Regions from separate parts of the Zea mays genome. Here all the other regions are linked to region 3. A link is a contact called in public Hi-C data. All regions are on one chromosome and are shown on one strand. Each heading gives the region's core, a stretch centred on a gene start, on an enhancer-like site or on the middle of the called end of the contact. The rest is flanking DNA. Distances are from core to core; before and after follow the strand shown.

Region 1 (4,326 bases), core at 758-3,257, 160 kb after region 3:
GTGCCAACTTAACATGTTTATGCCCGCTTTTCACATGTGCACACGTACGGTAGGAAGCATCGTGCATAAGATACGTGCCTTTAGTGTTCTCTTATATTATATTACTCTTTTCAAGCATAAGTTTGTTGATTCGCATTGGTAAGTGGGATTCCATCCGATTGATAGATCGTCCTATGCATCTTTAATTTAATTTGTTGAGCTTAAAGCAAATTTGATTCCCAGGAATATTTATTTATTTGCCTCCCAGAAGGAGAGAATCCAAGGAGACAGATAACTACACCAAGGTGAAGCTCAAACCACGCATTATATATATCCTTTTGTGTTGATTAGGTTTAGATTTCTTTGTTGCTATTATAATTAGCACTTCACTTTACCAAGGTGAAGCTCAAAGAGAGACATTCTTTAAAAAATGGATAGTAATAAATAAAGTGTTTGGTTTGCTATCAATCTATTATTTTAGACTAACACTATGATTATGAGGAGAGAATGGGAGGGGTAAACTGCGGCAGGAGGGAAGAGGTTGATAACGGCGACAGTGGCGCGAGTGAGAGAGGGGTTATTGTAACAGTGTTCACTCTGACATGCCCTCATCAACACTCTAGACTAAGCTTAACAGATCTAGAGCCCATTCATCGCAGACAAATAAAACGGCATAACTTCATGTATTTGATTTGGTATGGATGTTCGTATTTTTTAGATTTATTTTCTGATCTGGTGAGGGTTTTTTTATGCGTGTGTGTTTCAACCTGAATCGTAAGGTCCGGAGAGTATATTATATTTTATATAAGTGTTATTGTTTAATGTCTAGTATTATCCATATCGAGGTCGAGGGTGGCCTAACATTGTTTATAGGAGGGCGGGTCCGCTGCAATGGACAAGCACCTCGATTCAATCAGCGAAAAGCTTCATGGCACCAAGCGACCACTTGGATGCCGTCATACAAATCCGGCCAATTGGCAGTCTCAGCCACAAATAATGATCCTTACGACTCCCGCTACAACAATGAACAAGGACAGATGCACATGTAATATATATATATATATATATATATATATATATATATATATATATATATATATATATATATATATATATTAAAAATGGGAGTGGAAGCTAGCTAGCTAGTGTCCTCCATCGGCTCCCTCCGATCCATGGGAAATTACCAATCATTGGAAAATTATTATATTGATCATGATAAAGCAATTTGATTAGACGTGCTGGAATATTGTTGATTTGCATGTAAATTAAATTACTCCTAGATATATATAGGTGTTTCTATTACTCCTAGCTAGGTATATGGAGTATGCCAATTTTGTGAACAATAACGATGTTGATCCACTAACGATAACGATGTTGTGCGTGCCTATGTAAAAAAAAGCAAGCCAGGCAACAAGTGGCTCTGTCTCGTGTGTGTGCTCAAAAGATTTCTGCATAAATTAGGCCATGCATGCATGCAATGAGTTAAAAGTGGCAAGAAAAAAGCGAGGAGAGGATCGGAGGTTTGGTATAAATAAAATATATCAAGAGTTAGGGTCCGTATAGTTGGGCTGTGACTTGTCCAAAAACAGCTTTAGCTCTAGCTTTTTCTAAAAAGCAGCTTTTCTAATAGAGTAAAAGTCATTTCGTAAATCGTTTGCCAGAAAAGGCTTATCTTAAAGTCATAGTTATTTTCCTGTATTAAAGTGATAGAGCCGCCAAAGACTATGAAGCTACTATTTGTAGCTTCTTCTGCGTAGAACAAAAATAACTCTGGCCTTTAGATGTTTTTTGTATTAAGCCGTTTTAAAAAAAATAGTGTTTGGTAGAGCTCTGACTTTTCTCTGTTTTTTTTTTATAAAAAAGTCAGAGCCAAAGTCCTACCAAACAAGCTCTTAATTCTGCGTGAGGGAGAGATGAGATGAGCTTGGCTGGCTGGCTGGCTCAAGTCAAGTCATATGCAAATTCCATCCAAAATATTCTCTTGGGAAGACAAGATTATTTTTAAGAAGTGATCTACATACATATAGGAGAGAAGGATCTCCGAATTAAAAAGATTACTCAAAAGCTCACTACCCTTCCCATACTTGCATGCAATCCAAGCTACCCAACTCTACTCGATCGACAAGATTCTCAAAACACTAAAAAGATATATAAAAGGAAAAATAATGGTGAAACAAAATAATATATATAATATGGTGGACCAAACCAAAGTCTTCTCCTCTAGCTGTGTGCCTGTGTGTCTGTGTCCACTATAAAAGGACCTCACCAACCCAGGCCGCCTTCTCCAGAGGCCAGAGCAAGCATCTAGCTACCATTCACAACACAAGTAATATGTACCACCATCATTTCCATGGCGAGGTGGACAGCCTCCGCTTCCTGTCCCCTCCGACGACCGCTTCCTTCGCCGCCGCGCACCACCAGCACATGAACATGCCCTTGCCGCCTCCGGCATACTACTTAGCCATCGACGGCGACGCGGCTTGCTTTGATGAGCTTGACACCATCGTGCGGGAAGCCGCAGCCCACCTCGGCGGCAACAGCAACAATGAGTCGCCCAGCCTGTCGGGCTCGGGCTCCGACAGCGCAGCGGCGGCCGACCAGGAGCGCCGGCGCCGCCGGATGGTGTCCAACCGCGAGTCGGCGCGGCGGTCGCGCGTGCGCAAGCAGCGGCAGCTCAGCGAGCTGTGGGCGCAGGTGTCGCACCTCCGCGGCGCCAACCGCCGCCTCCTCGACGACCTCAACCGCGCTCTCAGGAGCTGCGCCGACGCCCGCCGCGAGAACGCGCGCCTCAGGGACGAGAAGGCCCAGCTGGCCAACAGGCTCCACCAGCTGCTCATCATCGCCGGCTGATGTGGAGGAGCCACATAACAACACCATCAGCAGCACCAGTATTGCTGAATGATCGTCGAACGCCCAGTTTTTTTTGTTTTGTTTGTTACTCGAGAGAGAGAGAGAGGACAATTATATATCGATAATAAGGACGGACACGTGTGATTAATTAAGCAAGGATAATTAATTTGAGAAGAGATGCGTGCATGCACCTTCAACCGATTCAACTGTTTTGTTTCTAATTATAAGAGTTATTATTATTATTTTGGGATTTGTTACCTTATATACAAGACACTATCAGCCACCACGTAATCTTGAAACTACTAGTAGACACTACGAGGGGTGTTTAGTTTGATTAATCACTCCATTTAAAATAAGGCGGTACATGATGTTGTAATTTTAGAGAAATAAGTGATATGCTTCCAACATATTTAAATATATTAAATATTTTAATTTCAAATAAAACAAGCATATAACTCAGATAAATATCATATGTAAACATGGTTTTGCTTCTCGCGCGTGCCGTCCCCTGCCCTAGGAACTTGCCTCCTCGTGGGTTGCTCGGCCACCAGGACTTGTAGCAGACCACTCGGTTGTCCTTCCTTTATAAAAACCTCAAAATGGACAGCACATGATAGATCCATTCCTCAAATTGTGGGATGACCTCATTCCTTATATTAATACTAACTAATTATAAGAAATGAGATGGTGATGAATCAAATTATTTTATTCTACAAACCAAACAAAAAAGTAAGAATAGACTAGCTCATTTCTTAAACCAAACACCATGTATCTCTCCAATGCAAACATTCGTGGGTAAATCTCCAAGACATGCCATGGTTCTGCTTCTGTGACAACCGATGATTGATGACACGGATCCAACTTATTACTATATATGTAACTGATTATACTATGCCAAATTCCCTAATTAATGGAGTTAAAGCTTCTGCTACTCTATTTATGCACAACTTATTACTATATATGTAACCGATGATTGATGATTGATGACACGGTATCAGTATCAGCATATATATGTAAATCATACAACAATCTTTGTACATGAATATTGTAGCATCAAAGATCTTGAACCGAACCAACATCATCCTATTCGTTTAGATGCTTATCGCACAGGATTCCAGGGGACCTTTTTGGCATGCATGCATGCATGTGCCGCAACACAAATATCTAGACCTTTTTGGCATACAATCCAATGCCAAATGAACATAATAATAAATTAAAAGTGGAGTCCTAGTTTTTATCTCAAATGAAAATGAAAGACTGCCCTCGTCCGTTCATAATAAGGAAGACATGAACAAGGCATGCCTTTATTCTCACACAAACGATGTTACAGCCTCTGAAACTGCATTGCATACATATCAAGTGCAAAATTATTGTGTGGCTGGAGAGAGAGAGAGAGAGGAACCTGTGCACGAGCACTGAGCAGCAGAGCAAAGCAAAACAGATCTGAGCAGCAAGTGCGGCATCACGTACGTGTGAACTGAACACCAGCGTGAGATG
Region 2 (4,173 bases), core at 1,559-4,058, 250 kb after region 3:
TTTTAATGACCGTTTGGTAAAGATTTACGATAAGCTCGAGCTACGGCCGTCAAAAGGGGCTCTATAGCATAAGGGAGGGTATGCGTAGAAGAGAAGGGAGCCCATGCCCATGCATCCACAAACCTCAGCACGCACGAGCACGACACAGGTAGGAGAGGTAGAGATAGAGCTAGCTAGGGAACAGAACAAAGGTCGCACCATGCAGGCGCTAGCAGTATATATATAAGCAGCAGGGGCTGCCCCGTACGTAGTAGCCACCATTCCGGGTTTGGTGCTGGCCGGTGTCGTACGACTCCGGTCGTCCATGGGGAGGTCTCCTTGCTGCGACGAGAATGGCCTGAAGAAGGGCCCCTGGACTCAGGAGGAAGACGAGAAGCTGCTGCACTACATCCAGAAGAACGGACATGGTAGCTGGAGGACCCTGCCGAGGCTGGCCGGTACAATATATATATAATCGAACTCCCTTCTCCTAGCTCCTCCATCGTCTAGATATATATAGCACGGCGGATGAGATGACTGATGAATGTATTGGCATGCATGCAGGTCTGAACCGATGCGGCAAGAGCTGCCGGCTGCGCTGGACCAACTACCTGCGGCCCGACATCAAGCGGGGCAAGTTCTCGCAGGAGGAGGAGCAGACCATCCTCCACCTCCACTCCGTCCTCGGCAACAAGTGGTCCGCCATCGCCACGCACCTCCCCGGCCGCACCGACAACGAGATCAAGAACTTCTGGAACACGCACCTCAAGAAGCGCCTCATCCAGATGGGCTTCGACCCCATGACGCACCGCCCGCGCACCGACTTGTTCGCCGCGCTGCCGCAGCTCATCGCGCTCGCAGCCCTCCGCGAGCAGCTGTCCGCCCTCTGCTCGCCGCAACTGACTGCTGCTACGACTGCCCCGTCCGCGGACGACGGCGACCGCCAGTCGTCGTACCTACCGTGCACGTTCCCCGTCAGTAGTGACGGTCAAGAAGCTGCCAACCAGCAACAGCAAACAGGCCTCATCAGCTATGACGGCGGCCGCGCCGCCGGTGATGATGCTGACGTGTTCGCGTGCCACGGTGGTGGCAGCTCGCTGCCGCCCCTGACCGACCTCTCCGACGCGGCCGCCAGCATGCGCAGCGGCAGCGCCACTGCGTCGTCGTCCGGCTTCAGCTGCAGCCCGCTCCCTTGGCCGGAGTTCTTCCCCAACGATGATCCATTCATCACTGATTTCCTATGACATCATATCATCATAATGTACTTGTATACTTGTAAGCTTAAATTGCGTATATATATAGCGTGTCATGCACATTCAAACATGAGAATAGAATATATAGTACACACTGAAATTTCTGAATATATGCTAGCTCAGAGATGAGTGGCAAGTGAGTCGTTCATGAAATAGAATAATACGCGTGTTGTATTGCTGATACTGATGATATGAAACAAAAAAAAATACAAAATTGATCTTTCTCTGCATTTTCCAGATTTAAATCCATGCCTTGCTCCTTTATTTTGTTGAGCTTTAGGACTAATTATTAGCATGATATTAACTAGAACAGTTGGAAATTTGTCAACCACATGCTACCAGTTCAAGACAGCAACTCGCTACCGGCCCAGTACGCCAGGCCCATTCGCCAGAAGAAGCCCAACCCGCGAGTGATAGGACTCAAATGGGTTTAGCTGTGGTCGAAGAAGAATACATATAGATTGTATGCTGTAAAGGAGGGTTTATGATAAAACCTGTAAGGCTGTAAACACTTATACCTGAAACTACCTATCGTCCTCTCACTCTTGATCTTGTTGTTCTTCATGTCCTTCCCTCTTTCCCACTATTGTTGTTAACAAATTGGTATCAGAGGTCGTAGATCCTGTTTTCTAGGAGTCGAAGGCAACGGCATTTGGAGAGTGGCAATGCAACCCCGTGTCGAGGCGTCGATGGACGAACTTCGCCAGGAGGTCAGTGTGCTTCGCAAGTCGTCAATGATAGTCGTCGATGGACGAATTTCTCCCACCCAGCGGCGGCGAGCATCTTCTCCAAACCCTCGTCGACCTCGGCTTCCCCGCATACCGGCATCGACAATGATAGCGCCATTGGGCACCACGATGACAAGCATTACTGGGAGTCTGCATTTGGGTATGTCTATACCCACTCGCATACCCCCGGTCACGAGTATGACACCTGAGCCACCTCCTAAAGCGCATATCTCTGATCCACATGCTAATATGAGTGATTTGCATGAGCGATCCTTCCCTCTTTTCGAGTAGTAGTCGGTTGTCAGGGCCGATCGGCTTTTGTTGCACCAGCCTGTTCTTTTTTTCAAAGATTTCCTCGTTCAGCATCGTGCATCCTTCTGCTTATTCAACGTTCGAATCTCCTTTTAAGCAAGATGATATTTGGCTTTGTTTGAAGCCCTTATCATGAGAAATTACCTAAATATTGATTTTATTAACATAGAGGTTTGGTGTTCATTAGTTAGCTTGGGATGAATCCCGAGTCGATTTTGTTTTAATGATCTCACCACTAGCCAAGAGTGGTTATTGCAATCTTTAAAGCCTTCAATTTATTGTAATTTTTTGTACATGTAGTTTATTTTTCAAGTTGTATATCGACGGTGACTGATTTTATCAACTGTTTTAAGTGCCTTTTTTTGTTTTTTTTAAATGTGTCCGTGTCCCTTTCCTCGCGCGGCAAAAGATTTGCGTTCTTCTCAGATGGGCTGGGCCTCAATAGGCAGAAAAAGGCCTCGGCGCAACGGCCCTTCCCGCGCGACTGCACTTGCACACGCGGCGGAGAAATGAAAGCGCCAGCGGCTAGTGGATAAGCTAAGCTCTCCCTCTCGCTGAGCCGGCTGTTGCTCTCCCCACAACCCCGCGCGCGGGGGAGCGATAAACCCTAGTCTTCGCCGTCGTCGCAGGAGGACCCGCGATGTCGCACTTCGGGAGGTCAGGCCCGCCGGACATCCGCGACACCTTCTCGCTCCTCGTCCTCAACATCAGCTTCCGTGAGGGAGATCTAACCCTAGCCCCTCCAGCCCCACCCACCCTCCCTACTCTCTCTCTCCCTCTCTCCCTAATCGCTTCCTTCTCGTATCCGTCTCCCCCCCGCTTCACAGGCACCACGGCCGACGACCTCTTCCCGCTCTTCGAGCGCTACGGCAAGGTCGTCGACGTCTTCATCCCGAGGGACCGGAGGTCAGGCGTCCGTTTCAATTTCCGGGCCGGTGGTTCGATGGCTGTTTCCTCAGGTTTTGTTCGTCGGTGGCTCGCAGGACCGGGGACTCGAGGGGTTTCGCGTTCGTGCGGTACAAGTACGCCGACGAGGCGCAGAAGGCTATAGATCGGCTCGATGGTGGGCTTCGCCTTATTTTTTTTGTAACCGTCTTTCCCCTGTGGGGATTTTGTGCTTCTATTCATAACTGCACCTGAATTTCGTTTGTTTTTTGGCAGGCCGTGATGTGGATGGGAGAAACATCATGGTGCAGTTTGCAAAGTACGGCCCCAATGCTGAGCCAATGTGAGTAGGCACCGCCTCTTCTACTCTCATGTTATGTTACTTGTGGTGTTTATGCGGTTAACATAACAACATATGTAACATGTTGCTTGTCTCATTTATTCTAAACCACTCTTGATTTGATGCAGCAATAATTATTTGCTAACAATAGGGAATGGTTAGTTTGATATGTCTTGGTAATTTTTTTTGTCTGTGCTCTTGTTGATGTTTGATGACTGGTTATCTGCTTTATGTTGCCCAAATACTGTTTGAGGTTAATCTTCTCACATGAGCATACCAATTTACTAGTTAATCCTTAATTCATTTAGTATCTGATAATTGTTGTTATTAAGTCCTGTTTCCTAAGCACTCTCCTAGTTACTTGTGCTAGTTAATTATAGTCATTAAAGACCTTGAGCAGCTCAACAGGTGTGTGCGGCTGCCAAGGCTCCTATCTGATTAGCTAAGCTCTAATGAGCTGTTATGTAATCAATGTGACTCATCTCATCTTTCTATATAATCAAGCAATGATGGCTGAGGTTAGCACCTGCGGCAAAACTACTCTGTTTACCTCTAACATTTGGTATCAGAGCTTAGGTTAGACACCTGAGAGACTCAAGGCCGACTCCTCTCTTCCCTACACATGTCGACCTCTGCTGAGCGCGCTGCCAGGCTCAAGGCCAAGGGAACCAGCGAA
Region 3 (4,193 bases), core at 1,519-4,018:
TAGTGTATTACTATTAATGTGAATATTTTTTTTTTGGATATGGACATTTTTATTGACATGAAAAGATGTTGTCAGGCTATCTGTTTTTTTAGTTCTTGTTGAGCCATGTAAATAGCTCTAGCAAATTCGCTGTCATCTATTCTTGATGATTGAAGTCGCCTGCCTTAGAATAACTCCATCATTCTTCCGCAGGTATGATTACTCTGGTTATGGGCAGTCATCAGGCAAGGTATTTATATGTCCCTTTCTGAAACTAATGCTCTTACCATGTCACCTTCAGTCGAGGGGTGCCTCACAACATTATTCTAAGCCTTTCTTGCTGTTCTGTTAAAAAAAACCCTTTCTTGTCCCGTTTCAAAAAAAAGCCTTTCTTGTTGTGAAAGAGGGCCTTGAAACTGATTTATGCTCCAGTGAGTTTGATTCAGGGGATTTTCTTGGGTGTAAATCAGTTCATTTTTTAGTAGCTGGCCCTTTTTAGGAATGATAGTGCTGAGTGCTGACACAACCTTTCTGTAAAATCCATCTTCAGCCAAGTGAAGCTAATACCTTTGCTGACATAGAGGCTGCATACAAGTGCCTCGTGGACGTCTATGGAACTAGGGAAGAAGACATTGTTCTGTATGGCCAGTCTGTTGGCAGCGGACCAACCCTTGATCTAGCTGTTCGTTTCGATGGCGTAAGAGCTGTGGTTCTGCACAGTCCGATACTGTCTGGATTGCGTGTCATGTATTCTGTGAAGAAAACGTACTGGTTTGACATATACAAGGTTTGCCTCTCTGACCGAAGTGTCAGCGTAAGTAATTAGCATCATCTCATATATGCTAACACTTGTTTGACTTGCAGAACATCGACAAAATCCCGCATGTTAAATGCCCGGTTTTGGTAATCCATGTAAGCTCTTCATACAGGATTATTCTTCTAATACTGGATTTAGATCATCAATAAACTGGACTGGAGCATTGTTTTCAGGGCACCAAAGATGACGTGGTGGACTGCTCCCATGGCAAGCGGCTCTACGAGCTGTGCCAGCACAAGTACGAACCCCTGTGGATCGAGGGAGGTGACCATGGCAACCTGGAGAAATTCCCAGTGTTCATTCGACATCTGAAGAAGTTCTTACTGTCCATAAAGAAGCTGCCATCTGAAAAAGACGCCGCGGCCGAGCACGAGCCACGGGCAGCTGAGAACAGAACGCAGCATGGCGGCGAAGCCATCTCCGAGGCTCCTCCTCGCATGATCTCGCGGAGGCTAGAGTCATCGAAGAAGAGCACGATCCATGAAGCAAAGCCTAGGCCGAGCAGCGAGCACACGGATAAGCGCAGGCGAAGCACGGGCCACAGGGAGAAGGCGAGGTCCAGCACAGACAGGAGAGAGAGATCGAGGAGAAGCGTCGACTGCTTCGACAGCATCCTCGAACACGAGCAGCCGGAAAAGCCAAGGAAAAGCTTCGACAGGTTTGTTCTGCACACCAGTTTCTGAGATGATGAAAAATCCAGCCCCGTCAATGATTCTTTTTCTCCTCTTTCATCAAGTTTAATTAAAATGTCGGAAATGTGATACAGATTTTGTTATTTCTTCTCATCATTCTTGTGCAGGATCGGAGAGAAGATTAGAGCAATGGGTTTGTGCAATGTCGACTGCTTCAAAGAGCCTCCTGATAGCACTGAGCTTTCCAGAGGTAGTTGAGTGGAAAAGGAATTCTGGTTGCTGTCAGAGTCAGTATTTTTCTTTTCCCTTGCTGCTTTAGATACAAAGAAAACTACAGCTGCGTGATGGCAATGTTAATCATAAGATGTTCACGAACAGAGCAAAGAGAAATATATGTCAGCTTCTGATTCTGTTACACATGTATATGTTATGTTGCTTGTAAACACACGTACACAGCGTTGTGGTCTGTCCGGACAGGGACTGCTGAACCTGTTATCAGCAAGAAAAATACTCCCTCCTTTCTAAAAAAACGTAACATTCGTCGAAATGTTAAATCTTATTAATGTTTATACATATAAATTTAGTAGCTAGTTGACCATGCTTTACTACGGTTGTTATATATTATATAAACAAGTATTGAAATATGTATTCAAATACATTATTGTTTATTTCTAAATAATAAGGTATGTGTGGTATCCTGATTAGTCCCAAGTTTCTGGATCAGGAAGGGTGTGGGTTTGAGTGCTCTGCACTATTTTTTACGCGGTGTGGTAGATACGGGCGGGGTCTGATGCTGCGCAGGCAGTGCACAGGCAGGAATCTAATTATATTAAATACGACAACGACTAATATGCAAGCAGCCATTAGGTACAATCGTGCAAGCAGGTCTCTTGGTCCGTTAGATCTAGATATTAGTACCTTTTTATATATGTACTTAAAAATATTCTAATGCCCTCAAAACTCAAAAGTGAGTGCATATTTTTTTTGGACGGGCTGTAGCTTTGAAGAAATTTCATGATTTGACACTCTAGCCCACATATAAAGGATTCATAGTATGTTATTGTGAAAGAGATGTCAAATTTTGAAAGACTTATAAATTGAATGTCAAATTTTAAAAGGCATGCGAATTGAACGTTAAACATCAAAATCTATCTCGCTACTATGAAAGAAAGAAGCCTGTTTGGGCCTATGAAACCAGAAGAAAGAGGCCCGGCTCACAATCACAGACTCACAGTGACTCAGTGACAGTAGTGTTCGGGCCCGATCGACTGCTCCTAGAAGCTTCGGCCGCGCCTCTATCTCATCTCCTTCCTCCTGTTGAGCCCGCCGGCCTCCCACAGCTTACTACGAAAACCCTAACCCCTTCCCTTATCCTCTGCTCCCTCTCCACGTTTCCACGAACGTTGGCGCGCAAGCTCGTGGTGTGAGCGGTCACTGTCTCCCATCCCATGGCTCCGGCGCTGAGCGGGACTCTGGGCGCGTCGTCGGTGGCGGCGCTGCGGCCCTGCGCGGGGAGGAGGGCGCCGTCCGCCGCGAGCTCGGTTGCGCCGCGCGGGAGCGGGGTGGTGAGGTGCTCCAGAGGGCTCAGGTGGGACGCCCACAGAAGCAGGGGGAGGTTGCTCAGGGTGAGGTGCGATGCGGCCGTCGTGGAGAAGCCCGCCGGGGAGGAGGCGGCTGGGGAGAAGTTCGAGTACCAGGCGGAGGTGAGACATGGCCACGATCCATATATATCTGTTATTTCAGATGGAACTTTTAATTTGGCACCGTCTTCCATTTGTAGTTAGTGTAGTTCAGCCGAAATGTTGCCAAAACTGTATGACCGAGTTTGATTGTGTGCCACCACTGGTTACTGATACATTTATCTTTGTTTCTGTTCTACCTTATAGGTGAGCCGCTTAATGGACTTGATCGTCCATAGTCTGTACAGTCATAAGGAGGTATTTCTCCGGGAGCTTGTTAGGTTAGTACCTCTTGCTGGAACCTGGAAATCTATGGCAATTCATTACATGCCATTACTCATGGATGCTACTTACCTGCTGCTCTACCAGCAATGCGAGTGATGCGCTGGATAAGCTGAGGTTCCTCGGCGTCACTGATTCTTCTTTGCTTGCTGATGGCGGCGAGCTAGAAATAAGAATTAAGCCTGACCTTGATGCTGGAACGATTACTATCACGTAAGTTCCTGTTTCTGACAGAACTATATGTTGGTGTTCTGTGAACAGACTCTAATGGCATGGTTTTCTGGTGGCTATTGGGGTTTCAACAGTGACACTGGTGTTGGTATGACTAAAGATGAGCTCAAGGACTGCCTTGGTACCATTGCTCAGAGTGGTACCTCAAAATTTCTGAAGGCCCTCAAGGTGCAGCTTCATACCTTCCTTGACAACTGTGCATACATCTATGAGTATGGCACATGGTTAGGGTTTAAATGATGTAGTGTCTATGTGATTGTCTCATTGTCTTTTTTCCCTAATGTGAAATGGGTTACTCTTCAGGAAAACAAAGACCTTGGGGCGGACAATGGTCTAATTGGTCAGTTTGGTGTTGGATTTTACTCAGCTTTTCTTGTTGCAGAGAAGGTTTGAGATATTTCTTGCATGATTTTGTTCTTAAATAATTTAACGTGGAATGAACTCTTACTTGTTTTGCATCGGCTTAGATCATTATTTAAGTTGACATTTTGTCAAATCTGCATTGCAGGTTGTGGTGTCCACCAAGAGCCCAAAATCAGATAAACAGTATGTGTGGGAAGCTGTGGCTGACAG

What was found. Hi-C and Micro-C count contacts between places; a contact is called where the count stands out from the background.
Region 1: a contact with region 3 is called in a Hi-C map of tassel, with 4 times the contacts expected there. The contact joins the promoter of LOC103654461 here to the promoter of LOC100383793 in region 3. A contact is called at or near these places in 5 of 25 Hi-C or Micro-C datasets (bundle sheath, ear, leaf and 2 more) and 1 of 3 datasets of contacts at active chromatin or transcription factors (leaf).
Region 2: a contact with region 3 is called in a Hi-C map of tassel, with 6 times the contacts expected there. The contact joins the promoter of LOC100272438 here to the promoter of LOC100383793 in region 3. A contact is called at or near these places in 14 of 25 Hi-C or Micro-C datasets (bundle sheath, ear, endosperm and 4 more).

Annotation. Positions count from the first base shown.
Region 1 is chr4:203,322,255-203,326,580 of Zm-B73-REFERENCE-NAM-5.0, reverse strand. LOC103654461 (basic leucine zipper 43) reads left to right here and starts at 2,007. Exons shown (of 1, transcript XM_008681292.3): 1 at 2,007-3,081. The coding sequence starts at 2,311. The coding sequence ends at 2,829. It also overlaps a transcript of LOC100279157 not described here.
Region 2 is chr4:203,240,402-203,244,574 of Zm-B73-REFERENCE-NAM-5.0, reverse strand. LOC100272438 reads left to right here and starts at 2,808. Exons shown (of 7, transcript NM_001146912.1): 1 at 2,808-2,988; 2 at 3,100-3,178; 3 at 3,256-3,335; 4 at 3,434-3,500. The coding sequence starts at 2,913. It overlaps LOC103654460, which reads left to right and starts at 263. Exons shown (of 2, transcript NM_001320939.1): 1 at 263-437; 2 at 544-1,410. The coding sequence starts at 305. The coding sequence ends at 1,223.
Region 3 is chr4:203,487,697-203,491,889 of Zm-B73-REFERENCE-NAM-5.0, reverse strand. It overlaps LOC100383793, which reads left to right and starts at 2,768. Exons shown (of 19, transcript NM_001318377.1): 1 at 2,768-3,131; 2 at 3,315-3,388; 3 at 3,477-3,602; 4 at 3,695-3,788; 5 at 3,924-4,007; 6 at 4,129-4,193. The coding sequence starts at 2,877. LOC100284035 reads left to right here. Exons shown (of 6, transcript NM_001156933.2): 2 at 193-229; 3 at 530-766; 4 at 844-891; 5 at 970-1,454; 6 at 1,596-1,893. The coding sequence ends at 1,686.